3 separate regions of the Zea mays genome follow, and regions 1 and 3 are each linked to region 2. Evidence: chromatin contacts called from public Hi-C data. All regions are on one chromosome and are shown on one strand. Each heading gives the region's core, a stretch centred on a gene start, on an enhancer-like site or on the middle of the called end of the contact. The rest is flanking DNA. Distances are from core to core; before and after follow the strand shown.

Region 1 (3,890 bases), core at 1,018-3,517, 160 kb before region 2:
AAGGTTTTTCTTATTGATCCTGCAGGCAGGAAAGCATGCCAAACATGTCGCAGCAACTTCAGGGTTCAGGTTAGTTAAGCTTAAACTGAACAGGGGAGTAGTTACCAAAAAAGTTTCTTAGATGGTGCAGTTAGTGGCTCTTCCTTGATTGCGTCAGGTAGATCACGAGGAATAGGCGCATAGCCTCCAAACAAGTTCCAGAACTCTCCAGCATCAGAATCACCAACAAGCTTTCCATCCTCTACAATCAGTGACAATGTAAATAAAATTGGAGCTAGCATCTTTCCAGCCATTCTTTTGCAAAATCAACAGTCTATAGCTGTACCTATTGTCGCGATCTCACATCTTCCCAAGTGTCGATTCTCCTTCAGATGCTTAACAACATCCAACGCTTTAGCCCTTGTTTGCATACGAGAATTACAGCCACTGAAAAGGAAAAGCTTTGACGGCGTGTCCACTATAAAAACCGATTTGTGATCCAGAGAGGACCGTGAAAACGGAACCTGAGACAGGATTTGAAACACAACAGGTTGTCTTGCATCAGCACTCAGCAGGCACCAAGAAACGAATGAAAATCCTGAGATAGTATCTCTTCTTACTTGTGTGACACGAGCAACGTGCTCTCCTTGGCACCTAAACATCGTGGTCGCGCTGGATCTATCACCAGATCCTTTCAGGTGTGAAAAGAAGCGGCCTTGTATTGGGATGACACACGGTTTGAAGTATGACAAGAACTTGTCAGATTCTTCACCCTGTGTTTCCCTGTACTGGACCGTGCTGGAGCCCAGTGCTGCGTCCAACTCAACAGCCTTGTCCGAGGCCATGAAACAATCTTCCTAGGTGACCAGAACAGGGCAGAAACGAAGTCATAAGCAAAAGGAGGCACAGCAAAGCAAAATTGGGGGGTGGGGTGGCATTGTTGATGTATCAAGGTTCAAGAACACACACCTCTTTAGCCTCCTCCCCAACCCAGTAATGCACATCGTGTCTGCGAACCCCGGATTTCAGCTGAGTTGTCTGAGAAATCACAGAACATGTGAACTCAAGCGGCGTAAATAATTGGCAACAACCTGTACAATTTCAAAACTTGAGAGAAGAACTCGTGGACCGATACTTACGTTTAGTATGATGTAGGTGCTGCCGGTGTAGAACTTTCCGTGCTGAGATTTTGCAACTGGGACCACACTGCTCCCAAAGATGCACCAAATATCCAGCCCTCTGGAATGGGAACAGCATAGGTCATTTTAATTTTGGAGTTAAAATATCGATATCTATAACATCGAATAAATATACTATAAAAATATAATAATAATACTTAGTTGATATCATAGATAATATTATTTTATTATATAAATTTGGTCAAAATTTAAAAAAATTGACTCCCCAACAAACAAATTTGAGATGACTCGTAATTTGGGACGGAGGGAGCAGTAATTTAAGCTTTCAGTTTCCGCATCATGATAACCAATTCGCTCTAGCATCCCAGATTCACTTTCAGAATCATAAGGAGAGGCGTGAAATCATGCTTGGAGTAGTACATATAGTAAATTTTCAGGTTAATAATTGGTTGTTAAGCAAAAGCCAGCATGTTTTACATATAAAGGAAAAAAAAGGGAAAAAAGGGATATTCAAATGCAGGGCCAAATCTAGACTCTTGTCCTAGAGAGAAGAATACAACCGAACAGGACATAAAGAAGAAAACTGGAAGTATAATAGAGAGAGAGATAGAGAGAGGCAGAGCAGGACAAGAGGAAGGGACGCACGGCTTGTCGCCAGCGCCGAGGAACCCATCGTCGACGCCCTTCATGGTCGCCAGTCGCCGCCAAGTCGGCCGGGCCGGCGGCGGCCGCTGGAACGGTCGCAGGTGCAGCAGAGCAGAAGCAAGCAGGCAATGGAAGTGGGAGTTCTTTGCCGCAGTGCTGCTCGGCTCAGCTCGCCGAGCTCTTGCTTACTGCTGATTATTTTAAAAAAATGGCGAACTACCCGAGAAAGGGAAAGGTGAGCAAGCAGCTGGTATGCTCGTGGTCGAGCAACACAACACTTCACTGCGCTGCAGCTGCTGCAGTGCGCAGAGGAAGAGGGAGGAGAAAGGCAACAGCGAGACAGAACGGGGGCTCCACCACGGCACCACCGAACGAGCTCACATCAGTCGCCCTTGCTTTGCATTCAAGTCTGCAGCGTGCAACTTTTGATACCGTCTGCCGTTTGACTCGTGTCGACGTCGACGACGAGCCAGCCACTGGCGGAGCGGGTATATTTTTCTAGAAGCAATGGTGGCCTCTTCTAGCGCAGAGCAGAAATGGCGGAGGTTCCTCTGCCCTAACGTGTGGCCGCTAGCTAGGGTTAGATCCCACACGTCAGCCACAACTGGTCAGCTGTATACTCAGACGTTACGGTACTGCTGCCGAGCAGAAGTGAGCACAAATGGCTCATCCTCTTCAATTCTTAGGTTCTAAAACAAAAATAACTAAAATTTAGTCACTTAAGAGCTAAAGATCCAAATAAGAAAGGATAAAATTAATTAAAATAATAAAAAAAAGTATCAATTTAGTGAGCTTTAGTTATTTATGTTTAGATCTTTTTATCCTATGCGACTAAATTGTTTTAGCTCTTGAATCAAAACATGCCCTTCAACTGACTGTTAGTCCTCAAGGATTTGATATTTAGACATGCTACAAGGAGACTGGAGTAGTAACGTGGTAATAGTTTTACATCATTTTTTTTTACTTCTAAGAGCATTTCCAATAGCTCTTTAAAACTATGATTCTAATCTTTATTTTAGAGGAAAATAGAAAAAAAAACATGTCCAACAGTGACCTATATAGCCCTTGTATCTTCCGGCACGTGAATACTCGAAGTTCTACTTAGGGATGGATCCGGATATTTATTCGAATGTCATTTTTCTGGTCTTCTTTATTCGATTGTGAACAACTAACATATATAATTTGCTATGTAAATTTATATTCTTGTTTTAGCATTGAGACTATTAATCTTCAAAAAAATAAACATTAAATTCATTCTATATCTTTTTAAATAATTCATATAAAATTCGGATGTCTATCCGAATACGGATTCGGATGTTTTTTCACCTCTTTGTTGTAGGGAGAAAATAATGTACATAAAAAATTATACAAAAAATTATTAAATACTTCATAATATTCTTAATAAACTTGCCGAAAATTAACTTTAAATTTTAAGTATATCTATACTAAAATATTAGATTTGTGATACAATTCGGATATTTTAGGAACATCCCTACCCTAGTTCTACTGCACAAACTTTCGCAGCCGGCCAAGCTCATACCACCCGCTGACCCGCATGTGGTATCAGACGCAGGCGGATGCAGAGCAGTTGCGCGGGTGGCTAACGCAACGCACGGGACGCCACGCTGGCGCTCGCTTTTCTGCATATGTGCAGCGTACGATTTGTATTGCGGGGCAGCGAACAGAGCAGTGAACAAAAGTAAAATCGTGTTGACATTTCTTTACTATGTAGTTTGGTGAAAAGAAGACCTCAAGTTGGAATTGTGGGCTGAGAAAAAAGTAACTCATTAGATTTTTGGAAAAAATATTGGGAGCTATTGGGATAGTATCATCTTTTAGGATTTAAAATTTTTAGAGAGGTCCCAATTCTTATGCACTCGAGGAAATATTTTTTAGAAATTATTGAAGATGCTCTAAGCGGAGTACTCATATAAAATCAACGCAATGAGCTATATTTTGTGCCTTTTAGATTTATTTCCAAACAAAATAATGCATGCACCTTGTTAGAGTGAAGGCTGCCCACCCCTCGCTCGGCTCATTTAAAATGTGAACAGGACAAGTTACAACAGAGAGAGTGAAGTCTACCTCAACCAAGCGAAGATCTTGGGACAGAGGGATCGACCAGGA
Region 2 (4,127 bases), core at 554-3,053:
AGATGGGTTTTCCGTATAGCCAGGGTTTGTAAGACCCTTAGACACTCCCAAGGTGAATGGTTAGGGATCGAATACGAGACCTTTACAAAGTTCCACTAGATGAGAGAACCCGCTATGGATTTCGGACCGAAGGCGATATAGTAATCCATCGTCCGAGAAGCTTTACAGACAATCCGACTCGAGGACCTCCCTATACCTGCACTCCTCCACCCCACTTTCCCCATTCAGAAAAGTATCAAGTCACACTAGCTTTCCTAATTAATCAGGCAAGGGCGTCCCATTCCACCCTTGTGGTAGCACTGTTTTCCCGGGTGGTCGCTCCATTTTCCTATTAACACAATAAACTTATCATGAACAATAATGGAGCCAACAATAATAATAAAGCATGGTCATAGTTCATTTGTTTGCAAGGTCCAACAAAACTAGGGTAACCTATTGGGTCGCATCAAGTTAACTTGAGCATGTCACAGTGATTGACAAGAACATTATTAGGTAAACAAAAGTGATTAAGGGCACAACTTGCCTTATACTTGCGATAACTTTGTAGTCCAGATGCTGTCCCAAAAGTTGGGCTCCAGATTCCTCGTCACCTCGCTTCTAGGTAGCAATACAATCAAACAAATAATGGATATGGTAACAATACACCAATACATGGAAACATAATGCGTAAGAATATTGTACGTGATGCTACGAGACCGTAGGTTCGAGAATCACTAAATTCAGAGTTACGATTAAAAGGATATAGTTTTCGGGAGACCTACATATTTAACTAATTAAAACTAGGTCTTATGTTTGATTTTATAAATCATGTGAGAAAGGTATTAAAGAATTAACTAATTCAACTTTAATATAGGTTACATCTTGGTTCGAGATCATCTTCTAGTCAAACTATAATTTTAGACATATTACTTTGATTAGAAAGATTACTCTACTATACTAGGATAAATAAATATGTAATTACAAAAGTATGTGACATGTCACAAATATTTTTGTAAATGTATAGACAATTTTATTACGAAGCTAACACAACTGGAATGAGTCAAATTGGAGTTAAAATGCTAAAGTTATAGAGTTTACAATTTTCTAGGAATTTTTAATATTTATTTTATACCTAAAATAGCCTTAAGGGATCAATCTGAAAATTCTGGATTTATTTTTATTTGTTTTCTTACTGAAAATAGATGGCAGGTTTATTTATTAAAACTTTAAGGTCTCTTTTGCAAATCTATTTGGCTGAAGGTGTATGGGGGATTTCTGGCCATTAGATCTTCACCACGATGAAACGACAAGGTAAATCTCAAATTTATCATGTATTTTCAAATGATATAAAATTCGGATACGAATAATTTTTTGACATTTTTTCTCTAGAGAGCAAATAATACATAAAACAAATTATACAAAATTTTATTCTTATTTATAATAATATGTTCAATAACATAAGAAAAAATCAGCATCAAATTTCATATATATCTATATTAAAATATTAAATTTATGCTAATAATTTGGATACCCATTTTATCATCATCTTATTCCGATATGGTATTTCCTGCAATCAAACACATGCCCAGGGAACGCTCGCACCCGAAGATTGGCGTAACCGAACCGATGCGACCTTTGGCCCGTTTCAAAATGAAATGGGCCGGTCAATGCGCGGCCCATCCGGCCGATGATATCACGACCCAGCGTGCATCCTATGAAACCTCTGCCCCGGGGCTAGGGTTTCCTCCCAGCCGTCATCGCTTCACGTCCGCTACAGACCGGCGAGGAGACGAAAGGTAAGCCACCCACTGCCGCCGCTCTCGTTTCACCCCATTTCGTCCGGCCGTCTAATTCGTTGGCCGGCCCGTTCTGTTCGTGGAAGCGCTCGGATCTGCTCTGTATATGCTTGTTCTCGTTCGGTTTTGCCGGTCGGAGTTGTCTCGCGAGGCGTAGCTTGTGCGTCAGGCTCTCTTTTGCCTTGTAGATTTCCTGCATCTGCTCTTACTGATAGCTTTTGCTGTTAATCTTGAGAGAGTTATGCCACGAGTCTCTTTGATATTCTATTGGGGTAATGATATGTGGGGATACTGTAATGTTTCTGATATTCTTGCTATGGTTGGTTTGGGCATGAAGTAGAATTTGTAATGGTGCTTTTAGGATCCTGTTTTTGGTGCTAACTCTGTCAACACTAGACTGAGAATTGTTGTTAACAAGTAGCTTTCATGTTGCACGACAAGATCCTTCTGTGTTTCATTCCAGTTCTCATGATTTTATTTCTTTTTTGCATCTTCATCCGCCTGACATAATGGTCTTTATCTACTTGCAATTCAGGAGGGAGTTTTGAGAAGCTCAAATGGCTCCTAAAGGTACATGCCTGATGTTGCATATCTATTTCTATGTTTGCCACACTTGATCAGTACATGCACTGTGCCAGCCTTTAAATTGCTGTAAATTGAGTGCTCAGTGTTAGGTAGTTCCTACTTCCTTTGCAGGTGTGTCGCCATTGTTGAATTGTATCAGGTATTAATTGGTAATTGGTACATTTTTAGCACTCTGATATAACCACTACCTGTCCTTTGCACTCGTTCCTTGACCCATGGGAGTCGTCCCAAAAGGGAGAGTATATAATTGGCTGACTCTAATTACCATATTGTCTCATGAATACTGCTAGGATCTCTAATGCAATCATATCAATTTATTGGTAGGCTGTATATTGTTGGGCATAACCAGTAATCACCATGCTAAACTTCATGAACTATTTGATTTGATAGGCTTACTGTAAGTATGCATGACCTGACTATTTTGTTGTTTGATTAGCCGCTCCTGCCAAGAAGGGTGATGCCAAGGCCCAGGCCTTGAAGGTGGCCAAGGCTGTGAAGTCTGGGGCAGGCAAGAAGAAGACCAAGAAGATTCGCACATCTGTAACATTTCACCAGCCCAAGACCCTGAAGAAGGCCAGGGACCCGAAGTACCCAAGAATCAGCACTACTGGAAGAAACAAGCTTGATCAGTACCAAATTCTCAAGTACCCCCTCACCACAGAATCTGCAATGAAGAAGATTGAAGATAACAACACTCTGGTCTTTATTGTTGACCTCAAGGCAGACAAGAAAAAGATCAAGGCTGCGGTCAAGAAGATGTATGACATTCAAGCAAAGAAGGTCAACACCCTGATCAGGTTAGCGCTTTGCTCCAGTGTTATTTTTTGTGCATAATTTGTTATTTTGTGCAACTGAGTGATTCTTGATGTGTCCATGCAGGCCTGATGGGAAGAAGAAGGCTTATGTGAAACTGACACCCGACTACGATGCCCTTGATGTGGCCAACAAAATTGGCATCATCTAAGTTAATAGGCAACTGGATTCGACATCTGTGTCCTACTAGTTCTGAGCATACCAACAGATTTTTCTATGTTACTAGTAATTTTGTTTGTCATATTTGGTTTTTTTGCAACTAAGTCTTGTTCGCAGTTGCAGACTACATATGCCTGTATTGAGATCCTGGTTGCCAAATTAACCATCTTGAACTGGCATTATTCCACTTTACGTATAATGGCTGAATCTGTTGTGGCGTTGTGCGAACATGATTGATCACCCTGCATAGTTTAGTGGACTATTGCTAAATACAATATCTCTGTTTATTTGCTATCAGTAACCAACCTGTATAGATTGTAGCTGAATTTTGTCGAAATTTGCAGTCAACCTTGATCTATATGATTACACTCTGATTTGTCTAGATAAGCATTGTGATATAGTACATGAGAAGCTTTGTCACTCCTCACTTCACTTGCATGTCATGGTTTGGTAAGGGGGTGTTCGACTGGAGCTGGAGGTACATCTTTTCCCATTGGTATTGAGCCTGCCCTTGGATCTCGGTCTAAACATGGGCCAACATTGGGTCTATTTTTATCTTATGGCCTAAGGGCTAAGGCGTGTACAAGAGACGGCATGATATAGCCCTAAGCTCTTAGATCATCAATACATCTAAGAGATAGTGTGTATAAAAAATCATGAAATGGGCTCTCATGAAGAATTCATCTCTTGATTTTTTTTTCACTTAACTCCTTAAATACCTCTCAAAAAACCCCTCAATTAATGGGGTTAGTTGATGTCTATGAGATCCAAACATGTCATTAACATTAGGTAAAT
Region 3 (4,210 bases), core at 1,581-4,080, 160 kb after region 2:
TGAGAGACAAAAGGTACATATTTAACAAGCCTCAAAATAAGTTTGCCAGACACGGATACCATACATGCATATGGAACGATGAAAAGGCGTTGAACTGAAATTGATCAAACAAATGTTAAATCCAAGTGCTGTCTGTGAAGGGCAGCGCATTTAATATCTGTGGGAAAGCTTCTCCTGCTCCTTGTACCACATGGCGTATCTGCATAGAAGCATTGAAACGAATCAGAATCATGCATGCCAATTATATGAATTCTGCAACCCCCTAATCTAACGAGGAAGATTAGTTGTTCACGATTTTCTGTCCTACAACAAAAGGAAATTCAATGAATCAAGCTGCATTTTTTAGAATTGTAGTATATTTTATTTGGGCAACCAAATAGAACAGGATAAACACAGATATGGTCACTGTATGGTCACCCAAAACATTATTTTTACATTGTTTGCACTGTAGACTGAAATGTTCATAAAGTGAAGTTTGAATATAGGTACGGAGATAGTAAGATAGCCTAAATCCAGTTTTGACAAACCTATTTTAAAGGAAATTATGCTTCCACTTTCTGAATTGGTGTGAAATTATCCTAATGACCATGAATTTTTTCACTAATTCACAGCATGAGTCCATGATGGAAGTAGTTTGGGTCATGAGACAAACAAGCCTACACCTGAATCACCGTAGGACATGACATGAGACTTACACTACTAAGGGTCAGTGTTACACCAGATGCACAATCTCACATGGATACAACCCCCGAACACAGAAAATCGGTTTCTGAATCTACATCTGAGCCCAATCCCAAATTGCACTTACCTTTAAGAAGAATATTGAGAGTTACAAGTTACAAAAGAATATTCGGACTATTGCTTAATTAAACTGAATTGTCTAACTTTTGCCCTAACTTCCATACCTTGGAAAACCTTAAGAATAATCAAACAGAACACACCTGTCCCATCTATACTTTAACCAAAAACGAAGTATTATAAGATTCCTATGAGCATAGAGGTTGCAACTCCTAAGCTGGGCAACCTTGGATTCTGTATGTGGCCTTATTGCCCCTGAACACAAATATTATGTGATTTAACAATAGTGTTTACCAATAAATGTTAGTTCAGAATCAAAAGAACATTAGATTTGTATATGATCAATCAGATAGAAGAGGCTAAACTACTAAGCAGATTTCAAGCTACTACAAGACCGCGGAGACAAGATTAGCACCCAAATTACATGCAAAACTTGAAAACAGTACACCTAGACAAGTCTTTTAAACTAGCCTTTGAACATTCAGTCCAAAAAGCACATTAAATTAACTAATCACCATGCAAAAGTTCCAACTAGTTTGAACTTTCAAGCTACAAGGTAAAACAATCCTAAGCAATACCTTAAAACCCTACACGTTTGGGTTGGCAACACTAATCAACTAAATGGTGTGTCATGTTGGTAATAAGAGATAAAAGCATATACTGCAACCAAATCTATACTATATTAAAGCACCAGTTTTCTTGGTTCCGCGATTCCACCGTCATCACTTTTACAAAAAGTCTCATATATTTCTTTGTAATCAACCCGCCATCCCTCTGACTCGGTCGGATCTCCTGTGTCGTCCCCCTCCCCACAGGCGTGGCGAGCGTCGCCAGTGAAATATAAAAAAAATAAGTCACCAGGACAGGGATTCGAACCATGGTCTCTAGGAAGAGAGCACTCACCTCTGACCACTACAACTCATATTGGATTGTATTGTACAAAGAAATCCTATATTATATATAGAAACTGTAGCGATACACAAGCAACTAACTAGACTCTATTATATAAATCACCAGTTTCTACCTTCCACTGTCGTCGTGTGTCACCCTTTCCCTTCAGTTCACCTATCCTTTCCCCCCATATTTAAATGGTACAAAAACTAAAAATTATGCACCAATGGGGATTTAAACTGTGGTTATTGGCTCCAAACACAAATTCATACCCACCTAGCCAACACAATACGGACATCTGTGTTTTATACTCAAGCATAAATAGAAACCATAGCGTAAGGACACCTAACTAGTAACACGTTACAGGACACTTAGGCAGCGTGTTTCATCTGCACATACCTCACCTCGCTGGCATAAAACGATGGTAAAGAAATCATCAAGATGCACATATATGTGCCGCATGAAGTAGAATAAAAGCCAGGCATGACCTGTGTCTAGCTTCGTAGTTCCAATTTCCACAATCGAACCAAGGGGCAGGTCAATGCATTAGACAAATCCTTTGTACAATGTACTACTAACCCTAAACGAAACCACCAAATAAAGAAATCCTCGTTAGAACTACCAAAATCGGAGCAAATGAGAGGATCCGGGCCACCAACGCATCTAAGAAAGAGATGAATCGATCGAACCCTAACTGGATCCCCCAGCCAGCCAGCAGCAGGAGCAACCCCGATCCGACCAGATCTGGGTGAGGGGGACGAAACGCAGCCGAACGAGCTAGCACAGAAGGGGACCGGAGGCTTACTGGTAGGTGCCGACGACGGGGGTGAGGAGGAGCGTGGCGGAGATCCAGTTCTCGGTGACCTTGTGGTGGATCTTGGTGGTGATGTCCTTCCACAGCCCCGGCATTACCTTCTGCTGGAAGGGCGACAGCGCGTACACGACCGCCTTCATCCGCACCGGCGTCTTCCCCATGTTCCCCCCGCGTCGCCGGTTGTCTTCCTCCTCGGGACGGGATGCTCCGATCGCCTCACGCACGCGGCACGCCGATCGGTGGCTTCTGCTTCTGGATCGTTCGCTCGGCGGAACAACTGGGCTAGGGTTCGGTATATCGGTCAGAGATTCGATTGGGCCGGGCAAGTATTTTTGGGCCAACTGCAACGAATGGTGCTCGCTTGTTGGACACGGCTCAATTTACAGTAGAACCTGGAGTGCAAAAGTTTCATCATGTTGCCTTCGTTTGCTTCGTCCAATTTTCAGAATCCAAAATGGCAAAATTGGACACCGAAGATCTCTGAACTTACAGACAAAAATGTTATACTTTGTGTTGAGCCCACTTGGGAAGCGGACGGTCCGCCATAGTAGGCCGAGCAATCCACGGTGGTGGCGCAGACGGTTCGCGCGTGCGCAGAATTATTTAAGATTCCGAGTTTTTTTGCGGGATTTATTAGTTAAATTTGTAGAATTAACTCGAAAAACTACTTGTAATGGGTCCAGACCTCCTCCTTTATATAAATGAAGGGCTACGATCGATTGAATCCCCACAATCAATCAATTCAAATCTACTTAATCTTTTTTACCTTATGCATTACGAGTGGCTCTAGTTTAGCCCTAGTTTAGCCCCACTCTACCTCAAATCTTCATCTCTCTTCGGCTCTACGTCAACTAGAGACGTCTTGGGTGGCCTGCTGACGGCAAGACACACTCTAGGATCTCTTCTCCCCTATGGGTCCCTCTCGGGAGGTGAGATATAGGTATGTTGCGAAGAAGAAGACCCTCTGCGCCATCGCGAACCGTTCGAGCCCCGGGAACGGGCCGTCCGGACGTACGTAGAGGAGGAGTTGCTCCTGCGCTAGGTCGTGGACCGTCCGGCCATGTGCCACGGACCATCCGTTCCTTCGCAGAGGGCACCGCCAAGCGATTTGTTCCAGTGTTTGGTGCCCAGATCGGCACCAACACTTTGCACTCACGGAACCACTTATGAGGGTCAATTTGGTAGACGAGAATTGGAGGTGATCCATATGGAAGAAATTTGAATAGAAAAGGAATTCATCCTTCATGGATCCCCTCCATTTCTTTATCCACCGAACCAGCCCTAAGAGGCTCTCTAATTTCTCCTCTCTTGCATCTCCTACCGCCTTGACCCAGGGTCGGCTCTCAGCCTAAAGGCATATACAACTCAACTAAATGAGAGGGCTCTTGAGGGTCTCTAGAGTGCTAAGTGAAAAAAAATCAAGAGACGAGCTCTTCGTAAAGAGTTTGTCTCTATACATATTGTGTCTTAATTGTATTTACTATCTAAAGGCTCGGTGTTATATTATACTATCTCTTAGTTATCTCTTGTATTTATAAAACCGTTCCGGAGACTCAGGGTTGTACATGCCTTAAGAAAGAGGGGTGATCGTCTAGAGCCTAAGCATTAAGGATGTGTTTGGTATAAGGTCAAAGTAGGATAAGGCTGGGGCGACATCATCTCCTCATTTTTTTGGACCACGCCGCCACCAAAATTGCTCTGATGTTC

What was found. A called contact is a pair of places that touch in the nucleus more often than the background predicts.
Region 1: a Hi-C map of leaf shows a contact between it and region 2, with 2.8 times the contacts expected there. The contact joins the promoter of LOC103630029 here to the promoter of LOC100280771 in region 2.
Region 3: a Hi-C map of leaf shows a contact between it and region 2, with 2.6 times the contacts expected there. The contact joins the promoter of LOC100193376 here to the promoter of LOC100280771 in region 2. A contact is called at or near these places in 6 of 25 Hi-C or Micro-C datasets (ear, leaf and tassel).

Annotation. Positions count from the first base shown.
Region 1 is chr6:134,134,006-134,137,895 of Zm-B73-REFERENCE-NAM-5.0, reverse strand. It overlaps LOC103630029 (villin-1), which reads right to left and starts at 2,267. Exons shown (of 20, transcript XM_008651124.3): 1 at 1,764-2,267; 2 at 1,119-1,218; 3 at 949-1,017; 4 at 600-836; 5 at 326-503; 6 at 106-241; 7 at 1-19. The coding sequence starts at 1,807.
Region 2 is chr6:133,975,311-133,979,437 of Zm-B73-REFERENCE-NAM-5.0, reverse strand. LOC100280771 (60S ribosomal protein L23a) reads left to right here and starts at 1,803. Exons shown (of 4, transcript NM_001153693.2): 1 at 1,803-1,935; 2 at 2,311-2,345; 3 at 2,797-3,157; 4 at 3,240-3,531. The coding sequence starts at 2,333. The coding sequence ends at 3,324.
Region 3 is chr6:133,815,422-133,819,631 of Zm-B73-REFERENCE-NAM-5.0, reverse strand. It overlaps LOC100193376 (ubiquinol-cytochrome c reductase complex ubiquinone-binding protein QP-C), which reads right to left and starts at 2,830. Exons shown (of 2, transcript NM_001317234.1): 1 at 2,495-2,830; 2 at 1-199. The coding sequence starts at 2,664. The coding sequence ends at 151.